Regions from separate parts of the Sus scrofa genome. Here region 2 is linked to region 1. Evidence: chromatin contacts called from public Hi-C data. All regions are on one chromosome and are shown on one strand. The core of a region is the stretch at or near the end of the contact, and the rest is flanking DNA. Distances in the headings are between cores, read along the strand shown.

Region 1 (6,438 bases), core at 3,321-5,820:
ATAATTTTAAAATTAATGGCATATAGGGAGTTCCCACTGTGCTCAGTGAGTAAAGGATCTGGTGCTGCTGCAAGCTGCAGTTCAGGTTGCAGATGCGACTGGGATCCAGTGTTGCCATGGATGTGGTGTAGGCTAGCAGCTGCAGCTGGGATTCAACCCCTAGCCTGGGAACTTCCATATGCTTCAAGTATGACTGAAAAAAAAAATATATGGCACCTAATTAGCAATTTGGGAAGACTCAGAACTGTGGATATTTGGAATTCACAAATCAAATTTTATATTCTATTTCTTCCCTCTCCACTTACCCTTTTACATATAAAATTGCATTTTATTAAGACTGATAAATACAGGGAAATTTTTGACCTGTCCTCTCTTATTTTTTCACATGCCTTCTGATAGTGTTGTTAGGAAGTAATCATGTTCACAGAGATCCTGTTGGGGCTCAGCAGCCAGTGTCCAAGAGGATACAGGTTCAATCCCTGGCCTCACTCAGTGGGTAAAGGATCTGGCGTTGCTGCAAGCTGCCAGTGTAGGTCACAGATACAGTTTGGATCTGGTGTTGCTGTGGCTGTGGTGTAGGCCTGCAGCTGTAGCTCCGATTTGACCCCTAGCCTAGGAGCTTCCTTATGCTGCTGGTGCGGCTAAGAAAGAGAGAGAAGTAATCATGTTCTTCTCAACAAGTGGTCTTGGTAAAAAGTGCATGAGAAGGAGGTTAAAAAAATCCGTGCTTATTAAGAAATACCTATGTGTGGCTTAGGAGTCAAGTGATTCACAAAACACTTTGGATAATTAGGATGATTAGAACAAAAAAAATTTTTTTTTTTTTTTTTTTTTTTTTTTGCTTATTTAGGGCCACACCCTTGGCATATGTAAGTTCCCAGGCTAGGAGTCGAATCAGAGCTACAGCTGTCAGCCTACACCACAGCCACAGCAACACAGAATCAGACCCACATCTGAGACCTATACCACAGCTCACAGCAATGCCAGATCCCTGACCCACCTAGCAAAGCCAGGAATCAAACCTGCAACGTCATGGATACTAAATCAGATTCGTTTCTGCTGAGCCACAGTGATTAGAGAATATCATGAAGAATTGGTTATAATTTTTCTTTTCAAAAATTGGTTTGTGCCCACTGATAGGTGGAGCAGGAATGAGGTTTTTTGTTTTTGTTTTTGTTTTTGTTTTTACAAAATCAGTATGGGGCCATGAGTTGGAAGGAAGGTTAGGAAGGCAGAAATTAGACAACTACAGATCTAGAACAGAACAGTATAATCTGTAGGATCCTGAAGTGATGGTTAGAAACACAGGTTTTAGAGTTTCCTGGTGGCCTAGAAGTTAAAAACTTGACATGGTGGCTCAGGTTACTGTTGTGGCTCTGGTTTGATCCCTGGCTCAGAAACTTCTGCATGTCATGGGTGTGGTCAAAAAAGTAGGTTTCTAGGGACCAATTCTAGTGTACTTAATCAGAATTTCTAGAGGTGTGGCCTGAGAATCTGCATTTAAGTCAAATTATCCAAGCTATCTTTGGCACACTAAAGTTTTAGAGGTTCTGCCATAAGATAACTCAGATTCTGAGGATTAGGCCCTACCTGGAGTCAGAGGTAATCTCCTTACATTTATTTTCTTCTTAGATTTCCAGGAAGATAGTAAGGTTCCATATTAAGTGGTATAGCAGATGTTAGTGGGTAAACTCAAGGAGAAGAAATTGAGAAAAGATTCGGTTATGTTAAGAAAACAATTGGATTGGAAATTTAGATTCACTTGAGAAGATGGTAAAAAAAATCAATACTGTGACAAAATGTAAGAGCAAAGATAAAATTAAATTAGATCTAAAGCACAGATTAAGTTTGTGAAAGAGAAAGCTAGGGCAGACATTTTTGTAGTTCATCTGATACAGGGTAATGACTGAGCATATATCTTGTCTTTTGATTCTGTTTGCTCTAACTTTTGATTGTAGATGATTCTGTTGATAAAATATAGATTCCCCTGAATGTTTGAAAGACAGCTGGAAATAAGCTTGCAAAGTTTTTTTTTTTTTTTTTAATTTTTTAAAGTTAAACTCCTTCTGCACACAGATGTTCCCAGGCTAGGGGTCAAATCAGTCACAGACATAGCAATGCCAGATCTGAGCCACATCTGCTACCCATACCACAACTTGTGGCAGTGCTGGATCCTTAAAGCCACTGACTGAGGCCAGGGATTGAACCTGCTTCCTCACAGACGTTATGTTGGGTTTTTAACATGCTGAGCCACGATGAGGACTCCAAGCTTCTAAAGTTTAGAGAACACTATTGATGTCCCTGTAGATTCTAGGATATTTTAGATAATAATGAGAATAAGGGCAAATTCATATCTATGACTGCCAAAAATGAACTGAATTGAATTTAGTTCAGTGCACATTTACTGACTACATATTTTTACTGAAATGTGAAGGGATATCAGAGAAGGAGCCTAAATATGACATAGTCTCTACCCTCAAAGGACTTACAGGCTCATGAGCCAGGCTCATCTATAGACTGACTGTAATAAAAGACAAGATTTGATTTGACAGATTTCAAAATAAAATGCAGTAAGTAGTAGACTAAAGCTACAGAGGTTGTAAAGGATGGTTATTTCCAAACGGGAAATGGGAAGGGGCCAAGGGAAAGTAGGACACATGAGACAAATCTACTCTGGTAACCGATTTTGTAGCCAGACTTCACCACCAAGACAAAGGAAGACTCACAATGGAGCCCTGCTTGGAGAGGAAATAAAGAGGGTGAGGATGTGGGGAGAGGAATAGTAAGCAAACATTTTTGTAAAGGTGCAATAGAGGGTAACTGCTTGGTGGGACTGATCCAGATCAGGTCCAGTGTAAGAATAGAACACTAAATTCCTGAATTGATACTAATTGAATTACTGTTGTTATACTGAAGAATACGTCTGTAAGAAGCACAGAAATCAGGGAGTTCCTTGGTGCCTCATCAGGTTAAGGATCTGGCATTTGTGAATGCTGCTGTGGCAAGGCTTGGGTCATTGCTGTGGCACAAGTTTGATCCCTGGCTGGTGAACTTCTGCATGACCTGGGTGCAGTAAAAAACAAACAAACAAACAAACAAAATTCACAGAAATAAGCAAAGTTCTTAAGATGAGGTCTTAAAATGGGAAAACAGTTTTCCAAGTTCATCATAATTTGACAGTCCTATTTTTAAAAATTTGGATACCACAAAAGTGATATTCTCTGATGGATTCCCAATGAGGTAAATGGGATACAGTGATTGATTAAAGTTTAGAAATAAAAGGAAAAGACACTTTCTATGTTTCTCTTTGCTTTTTGGGAGAAATAGTGTGAATGAATTCAAGGATTCTTTACAGAGACAGTGTACACCACATGCATGCTTCCAAGATTTTATTTTGCTTTATTTCGCGATTATTTTCAACTTGGATAATTTACATTTGTATGATGGAGGCTCTATTAAAAGCATTTTCCTTAGAATGCTATTACTCTAATTTGCACTTGGCTTTTCCTCATGGAAAGTAAAACAATCCAAATAGGCAATACAAATATCCTGCTTCATTTAATTACCTGTTCATTTAAATACATATGCTGTCTACATTCTGGGAAGAATTCAAGGACCAGAATCAATCCTTTTAAATGCAGGCCCAGGGTTTTCGGTGCCTTTGGAATCATTTCAATGTGTGGCACAGCACCTGTCTCATGTTTTCAACATTGATTGGACTCTCTTCGCCATTCATCTCATGAAAAATGTTTTCCTCGGGAAAGTGTGGTGTGTTTTTAGCCGATTCCAACCATGCTCCCGCTTTGTGTCTGCGACACGGGAGTGGTTCCCAGACTCTAGGGGGACTTTCTGCTGGACCCATCCCCAGACAGACTCTGGGTCTCACCTCTGAGATTCAGGAGGCGGCCTGTCTGGGGCCTGGCGGCTCAACCCCTTGAAAGAGAGGAGGTAGAATCTGCCAAAGACCCAGCAGCTGTGCCCGCGCCGCGGCCTCCGAAGGACAAACTAGCATCCCCGCCTTGTCGGTTTCCGGAGCCCCAGTAACCCCGCTGCGCAGTGGAGAGGCTCCAGCATCCCTCGGCCTGGAGGCCCCGGGCGGCCACAGCTTCCGAGCCAGGAGTCACAGTCGCTCTGAGGCCTCGATCCACAGCGCTGGGTGGAAGAGCCGCGGCGGCAGATGCCGGGGATGCGGTTGCGGAGCTCCGGCTCCAGGATGGAGGACAGGCGCACTCGCGCGGCTGCCAGGCGAGCGAGCGCCCGGGCCGCGCCGGGGAGCCCAGTCCCGCCTCGGCCGAGTGGGGATCTGAAGACAGGGTTAGCCGAGCAGATCGCACGCAGCCAGCCTCTGCCCGGCTCCAGTCCCGCGCACCTTCCTGGTCGCCAGGGCCCCGGGAAAGAGCCAGGGAAAGAGACAGAGCTGCGGGAGGGCGGCGCTCTCTCCGCCCTTGAGGCCCGCGCTGTCTCCCCGCGTGCTGGGGTTTGCTCTGCGCCCAGGGTCGGGAGGACCTGCCCCACCTCGGCCCTGAGCCACCCGCCGGGCCCGCTTTATCCCTGGCACAATCCTCTGGCTGTTAGTAGGCACTACCCTGTTCCCTTCCTGCCCCCCAGGCCCTGTTATTTCAAGAATTTAAAAGGGGGCGGGGGGGGGGGAAATGTGCACGGGAGAGGTGAAGGCCTGGGGAGCTCGTGAAGCAGACTGGCAGGCGCGGCCTGGATGTAGACATCTGTTCTCTAAGGGTCTCCCCAGCTTTATTGATCGCAGGGATGGGGTAGGGAGGGATTTCTGATTCCCGGATTTACTCTGAAATCGAGTCGCTTGGAAGTGAAGGTCCATATGATTATACCAAGTCCGTAACAGTCGCGCTGTGTCCAAAATGGGCATGGAGGCTCATCGCGCCCTCAGGGCCTTGAGGCTTATGCATATTTTCTGGATGGAACTGGGCCTCCGAATTCCCCCAGGAACGTCTCAGTAAGTAGGGGTGTGTGTGCGTTTGTGTGCAATGATTCCCATGAACTGACAGTGTGATATTTAAAGAACAAACGGACTTCAGTAAAAGAAGTCTTCTGTACTGGATACACCTTTTTAACGGATGAAAATGAAATTTCTGAGATCTCCAGGATAAGGTCGACTTGTCAAGGGATAGTATTTCCAGTCCTCATTTAATTAAAAATCGTGAACTTCTGTAGAGATTCCGTGGACATTCCAGTTAGTGCCTTAGATGACTTTGGTGTTCTGAATTGAATGTACATGCATTATCATAAAAGAACACTTGTTCATTGCAGGTTTCTCTTCCACAAAACTGTAAGCTTCCTGAAGGCAGGGACAGTTTTCATCCACCTTTGATTTTTTCCAGTTTAAGTAGTGCTTCCGCATAAGTACTCAATAAATGATTAATAATTACCCCCAATCACTCCTAGTCCTTAGTTTCCAGTAAGCTCTAAAACAGAGGAATGGAGGAAGGGGTGAGGATAAAAGATGCAAAATAAAAGTGGATGATTTGATCATCCAACTGAAGAACATTTGCAAGGAAGTAATAATGCTTAAAATCAATTTGCTAGTCAAATCTTTTTTGATTTTAGGGCTGTCATGGACAGAAAGTGGAAGTGACCAATATTCTCAGGGTTTTTTTTAAAAAAATTAAGTAGATAAATTTCTCTTTGGATATACCTTTCTCTCCTACCCCCTTTTTCTTTCTATAGATTAGGTGTGGTATAAGCTTGAGGTGAAAACATTTTTTTTTTTTTTTGAAAATGTGCCTTGTTAGCTTTGATAACCTTGGATTTGATGTCCTTGGATACACTGGTATATGTGGCTAATCTCATATATCTCACTTCTTATGTTTTCACTGGCATCCTAAGATAACACAAACTGGAGAAACCTGGTTTGGATATCCAATATACTTCACTTGGGAAAATGAGCTACAAATGTGAAAATCCATTAGCTGCTTTAATTGTTGCTTTTTCAGCTCTCAGTGACACTTTTATACCTTTGTTCCTTAGCCTTTGAATGTTCTCCCTAGTTTCTTCCATAAGAATTTAAGAACCTGTATAGTTAATATGTCTATCAGCACATATATGCTGTACTATTATTTTAGCTGATCCTGTTTTCATAAGGGGTTCATTTGTGGTCACTCACCTCATACAATGGCACTTAACACCATCACTGACATTCATATTCTGGAAATTTTCTATTAATGCTAGAGATCCCCTGAAGAAGATGATACATATAATAGGAATTATCTTAAATGCTTTTACTAGAATCTTCACTTCGAATATGACAGTGAAAAGACTAGATGCCTCTTTGAATGTTTTTCATTTCCTGTAGACCAGTTGTAAGAAAGAAAAGCTTTTGGTCTAATTTTCCACTACAACAAAATATTTTATTCTGGGAGTTCCCATCGTGGCTCAGCAGAAACCAATCTGACTAGCATCCATGAG
Region 2 (6,280 bases), core at 2,316-4,815, 450 kb after region 1:
GAAACTACAACAGCTGTCTAAATAACCACAAAATATTAAAAACACTTCTGGCTCAATATAAATGACATCTGAAATGAAATGTTGCCTCCTCCAACAGACATCTCATTTGTTTGCCTAGAACCATTTATACTTCATTTAAGCCAGCTGGTGTCTCCATTTGCAGGCATGCATCAATGTCTACAGAACAATCTAAGTTCCTGTAAACCCTTCCCCATTCACAAGCGGCAATTTCCATTCTTAATGGCAAGTTTCCAGCAAATACAATGAGTTTTTACAAAGGAATTTAACTCTTTTAACTCAATTCTTAGGGCAGACTAGAGCAACAGCAACAAGTCAAAAGATGTGTATATAAGTGCCTAACAAATTCACAAGCAGGTTGTGTCCATGCAAGGATCTCTTCAAACAACCATTCATTCATTCACTACACAATTATGAAAAACAATTGTGTTGGACTTGACTGAGTCTTTTGACTAACTGATGAAGCCAGTAGAGGTATTCATTTTCCCAACCACAGCCAATGGTTTTTCTCCCCCCACACCTCCAGTTATTATTCACTTTCCTTTTCCACATCCAGGGGTTATAACAAACCTCTGGGGTGCTGACACCCTAGACCAGGGGTGGGCAAACTTTCTGAAAAGGACCAAACAGTAAATATTTGAGCTTTGGGAAAACACAGTCTCTGTCACAATTAATCAACTACTGTTGTAATCTGAAAGGGACAGGGACAATACTTTAAAAACAAAAAAACTGAGCATGACTGTGTTCCAGTAAAACTTTACTTGCTAATTCTTTCCTTTTGCCTGGTATTAAGATGCAATAATTTGAAAAATATTCGTTTAAATAGTAGTCATCAAGTCAAACTTTCTGCAATGACTTAAAAGACCCCCCCCCAAAAAAAACCCCTAGGGTTTAAAACACCTGTCCAACCAAGTTCCTGAAAATACTAGTAAAGCTGCAATATGACTTCAGCTACACATCTGAAGACACTATATATCCAGAGAAAAACAATGATAAAATGATAAATTACACATACTTTGAAAGAAAATTCACTTCAGTAGTCTAGTTCTAAATTGTTTAAATATTTGAACTCACAGAAATGAAAACAAAGAGCTTTCACAGAATCCCAGTCAATCCCAATCCCAGCTACCTATTTCTGCTGAAGATACTTGGGTAGTCACTACTGTAAAGTTTAAGAATTACCACTTTTAAAACCGGAATCTAAAAATTAAGATACCTGGTAAAATTATTTCCAAGTTTCATGACATGAAAACTGGAAAGCTCTTTGACACCTGCACAACACTGCAGCTCCCATTATGACACCGTTATTACAAAAACCATACAAGAGCAAGCCTCAAACTGGCCACATAAACACAAGGCTAAATTAACACATACAATGTCATTCAAAATTAGTTTAAAAAGCAAATCCGCAACCTTAGCAATTTTAACCGCTTTTCTCAACTTTTCATGTTAATGTTCAAATCAGTTGAAATAACTAAAAATTTTTTTTCTTAGTCTCAAAAAAATCAATCAGGATGTGATTTGAGAGTTCAGGATACGACCAAACTTCGAGTAGATGTCAAAAAACTTCTTTTTTGAAGAACAGAAGACATAACAATATTTTGGAAAATGTGAATCTGAATCAGCAAGCTTAAACAATTCCAGTAATTCCAGTTACTTTACTATTTATATTTAGTCCACTTAATGTACGATACTGCAGAGCCAAGTGTATCAGCCAACACTACAAATCTATCAGTGAAGACAAATTTGCAAAGGCTCACAAAATTGTGAATTAATTCCCTTTAAAGTGAAGACCAATATTGCCCCTAGCTGACTTACCTTATATGCACAAGACTATTTTAGCACTGAGATATACTTTTAACTCTCAAACCTAACACTATATTAATTGACTCCCCTCAAATGAAATTCACTGCTGGTTAGCTAGAGCTATTTTTAAGTGGCCTTTTAGTTAAGATTCCACCGTATCATTTCAATTTTCAATGATACCATTTCACTAAAAAGACAAACTCTAAAAATAACGTTAATCATCAGGAGCTCATTCTTGACACTGTTTCAATAGTTTAAAAAAAAAAAAAATACCCTAGGCATTTGAGGAAGGATATTTTAAAATCTGACCTGAAAAAACAAAACTAAGTCAATTCCAAATGGAAGTTACCAAACAGAGGTAAATACTGAAGATTTTTTTAAGCCAACCAAAAAGAAACAAGTAAATCAAGCTATGAAAAGGCTTTGTCTACAGATCATATTATTACCAAAGGCTCACACATGAAACCTTTGCGTGCTACACACAAAGGAAACATTTACACTACCAGTCCACAAAAGCTATCCTATCCCTTGTGTGCCAGGGGCGCATGAGGATTTTCAAAGTACAGAAAAAACTGGACATACACATGCAGTACAAAGCAGCCAAGAGGTATTTCCCCGTGGTCACTTTCAGGAAATGCTTCAAGATGAAAAGCAAAAATAGTCTTAAGTCCCTCGGAATCTTGAGTTTATTTCTTTACTAGTCTCAAGGCCTAGGTTTTTTTCTTCCAACTACTCTTCTGGGCAGAAATAAAGCACTTCCAACTAAAAGCACCTACTCAACCCCGATTTTCAATACAATTTGCTTTTCATTAAAAGTTCAAGTTTCTCAAGGTCTAGACGTATAGTTTGATCATATTACAGTACTCGGGAAGAGCATTTTCTTTGTTGTTGACCCTGCTAGGGAAACAGGTCTTGACTCAGCCAAAGTGGCGTTCTTGTGGGTGATTAATGACAGGCCTAGATCTCGCCCCAGTGACATTCCTCCCCACCCCCCACCCCCTCGGTACTAAAATCAGCCATGTCTGAACCGGAGGAGGGGCTGCTGCCTCTCCTCAAACCACCCAGTCCCAGAGTTAATAGGTGCAACCAATCGATTCAGGAAGACAGCCATTGAGATTGGGGCGAAATGTGTGACCCTTCTCCTGCCTGTATTTCCGTGTAGCACCCTCTCTGATCATTTCCGCTGGGGCTCTCCAGACTACGGAAACGTTCGATTCCAGTCATTCAGACCCAAGAAAAAGATCTTCCTCTTCCCCACAATACCCGACAAGGAATGGCCCCTACCCACCCCCACCCTGACCTCCCCCCCTTGACATCAGGCCGTTTCTATTGTGTCTCTAAGACCGGAGGAGATTAAAAGAAACGTGGTCGCCCGAGGACTCTGCTAAGAACGGGGAGCAGTCCAGCACCCCCAGCCTCGTGGCCGCATCCCGCGCCCCAGGACCCTGTCCTCTCTTCTCCCCCGCACCCCACCCCCCGAACCGGCGGCCGCAGAGCCGAGTCCCACCTGTGGTGAGGCGGGAGGAGACGTCGCCGAAGGGAGACGGCTCCATTCGGAGATACTTCTGCGGCGAGGCGGCGGCGGCCGAAAAGGAGGCGGCTGTGGCCGCGGCCGCCGACGACGGGGAGGCGGCAGCCGAGGTGGGCGCCGACAATGGCGCACATCGCCTCCGCTTTGGGGACGCTGGGCTCAGCAGCGGGTCGAAATCCAGAGTCCTTTTCAGAGTAGCTCCGCACGCCATGGCCGGGCCGCCGGGGAGCCGGGCTTGGGTGGGGTAGAGGAGGGGTACGGGAGGGGAGGGCAAGGGAAGGGGGGAGAGCGAGGCCCCGAAGAGCCTAACCGACCGGCTCTAGAGCGGAGAGGCGGATGGCGGAGCGCCGACGAGGGGAGCAGAGCCGCCGCCGCCGCCGCCTCAGCGGCAGGGGCAGTGGCCCAGGCCGGCCGGGGCGAGAACGGGAGGGGCGGTGGCAGCAGCTCACGCCGGCCGCGTCAGGGGGGCTCTTCCGCCTCCTCAGGCGCGGCTCCCCCGGGAGAGGCTCCAGCCGCCCCCGCCGTCCGTTCGGGCTTTGCGCCGCGCCCGAGGCGCTCCTGCGCTGAGACCGGTTCCTTCAGAAGTCGATACCAGCCCCGTGAGGTGTGAGGCTGGGACACGGCTCCTAAGACCCCCGCCCCCCGTCGAGACAGGGTCAGAAGCTAGAGAGCGGCGGTCGATGCGGCAGGATTGTGAGGTGGCGGCGGCGGCAGGAGCTCAGGCGAACACGTCCAGCCGCTAACCCCTCCACTGTACGACTCTTCCACCCGCCGCCGGCCCCAATATGGCGTCAATAACAACGCCGCCGATTCAAATCCTGCGGCCTCAAGGCGCGTGCGCATAGAGGGTGGGCGACCCAAATGTGCATTCTGGGATTTGTAGTTTTTCACTCTACGGAAGAATCGGCGTGAGAAGCGGTTAGGGAGGAGTCACGGAAACTACGACTCCCGTCATTCAAGGCGCACGATTCCGAGTTCCGGATCGGAATTTAAATCCCCCTACACAGCTTGAATGTAAAAGGAACTGAGCGAAAGAGAAAAAAAGAAAAGGCTCAGAGAGAGTGGGAAAAAAGGAAAGCCAACCAGTGGGGAAAGCAGGCTTTAAAAACAACAACAACAACAGCAACAACAAAACCACCTTTAAATTTCAGGACATAGTTGTCCTGGTACCGCTCCTACAGTGATTGAACAACCGAGAAAGAGAAAGCTAATCCCACCTAACAACTCAAGACAGATTAGTTTTGATAATAAGAGTGGCCAAGACACAACCTGTCACATGGAGGGGCTAGGAAATAATAAGATTATGGAACCTATTTAGGACTGCAAGAGAACAACAGTAATAGTATCAGGTTACGGGAACCTTGATTGTACTCGATGCTTTGCCCTTCCCAGGTAGCTGCTTGCATCCACTTATTAAATTCCGCTTTACCCTTTAAATGAAAAGGGTTTGAACGACACGCAGATGTAAATTGTTTTGCCTTGGATAAAAAGCTAGTGACATCAGAAATTGTACTGTCTCTGTTGAATACTGGTGTATATCTTAACGAATGGTAAAAATTAAAAGACAATGAAATGTCTAGGGAGTAGACCCATTTGGGACCCATTTTGTAAGAAGAAAAAAAAAATTTCCTAGAAGTTATATTTCTAATCAGGTACCTAAAATAGAAATCAAATAAAGCATTAATTATAAAATGATTTATGTGAAAAACTGTCATCAGTCCTTTGCCTATGGAAGCTATCACCAATCCAATACAAAACTAGTTATCTACGTGAATGCTATATTATCAAATGATCATAAGTATCAAATACTGGCTTTCAATGCTTTTTTATCCTGTCATTTATTCAGATAAAGATATTTTGTATAATTTTGTCTATTATTCTTTGTACTACTTTTGGACTGTAGTTTAATATATTTATTCTTCTTTTATAGAACTGCTCAACTCCTCAGATCAGCAGTGCCGATCACACTGTCAACAACTGTGATGATTTTAACATATACTATTTCGAAAATATCTTTGGCAAAAGATCAGCATTTAATGAAACAGCAGCTTAACAGTGATACCTAATAGGTAAATTTGTACTAAATTCTAAACACTCCATGAAATCTATGATATTGTGAAAATAACAGACGATACCTATTTTATGTAAGTAAGTATGAAAAGATAGGTTAACCCATGGAAAATAAGAAACAAAGCATTTATGTTCCTGGTAAGTATATTTTGAAATTAAGATTTAACCTTAAATTATGGAAGTTACATTGGAAAAGGAATGTTATAAGTTGAATGGTATCCTCAAAATTTGTATGTTGAAGTCCTAATCCCACGTATCTTAGAATGTGACCATATTTGGAAATAGAGATATTTCAGATGTAATTAGTTAAGAAGAAGTCCTCTTGGAGTAGGGTGACCCCCTAATCCAAAATGACCAGTATCCTCATAAAAAGGGGAAATTTGAACACAGAAGGGCAGAACACCATGTGGACATGAAGGCAGAAATCTAGGCGATGCATCAGCAAGCCAAAGAAAGACAGACTGCCAGTGAACCTGCAGAAGCCAGAGGAGAGGCATGGAACAGAGCCCTCTTCACAGTCCACAGAAGGAACCAACACTGCTGATGTCTTGATCTCAGACATTCTAGTCTCCAGACTATGAGACAATACATTTCTCTTGGTTAAGCCACCCAGTTTGTAGCACTCTGCTACAGCAGCCCTAGGAAACTAATAAAGGGGGTGGTGGTTATTATAGTTACACTGAATTGCCTAGAAAAGGAGGAGAGAGTTGTATATGACGTTGGCAGGAGATATCTGATAAACTCGACATTTTAGTCATAGTAGCTGTCCTTATAATCACCACTACACAGCACATCCTCAAAAGTCTCTCTGCTACGATTAAATAGTGACAGGGCTGGGGCAGCCTCTCCTTCTAC

The links. Hi-C and Micro-C count contacts between places; a contact is called where the count stands out from the background.
Region 2: a Hi-C map of skeletal muscle shows a contact between it and region 1, with 5 times the contacts expected there. The contact joins the promoter of AKIRIN2 here to the promoter of ZNF292 in region 1. A contact is called at or near these places in 1 of 47 Hi-C or Micro-C datasets (skeletal muscle) and 1 of 2 datasets of contacts at active chromatin or transcription factors (skeletal muscle).

The regions. Positions count from the first base shown.
Region 1 is chr1:55,610,680-55,617,117 of Sscrofa11.1, forward strand. It overlaps ZNF292 (zinc finger protein 292), which reads left to right and starts at 4,571. Exons shown (of 9, transcript XM_003121280.5): 1 at 4,571-6,438.
Region 2 is chr1:56,066,017-56,072,296 of Sscrofa11.1, forward strand. AKIRIN2 (akirin 2) reads right to left here and starts at 3,566. Exons shown (of 5, transcript NM_001278752.1): 1 at 3,332-3,566. The coding sequence starts at 3,566.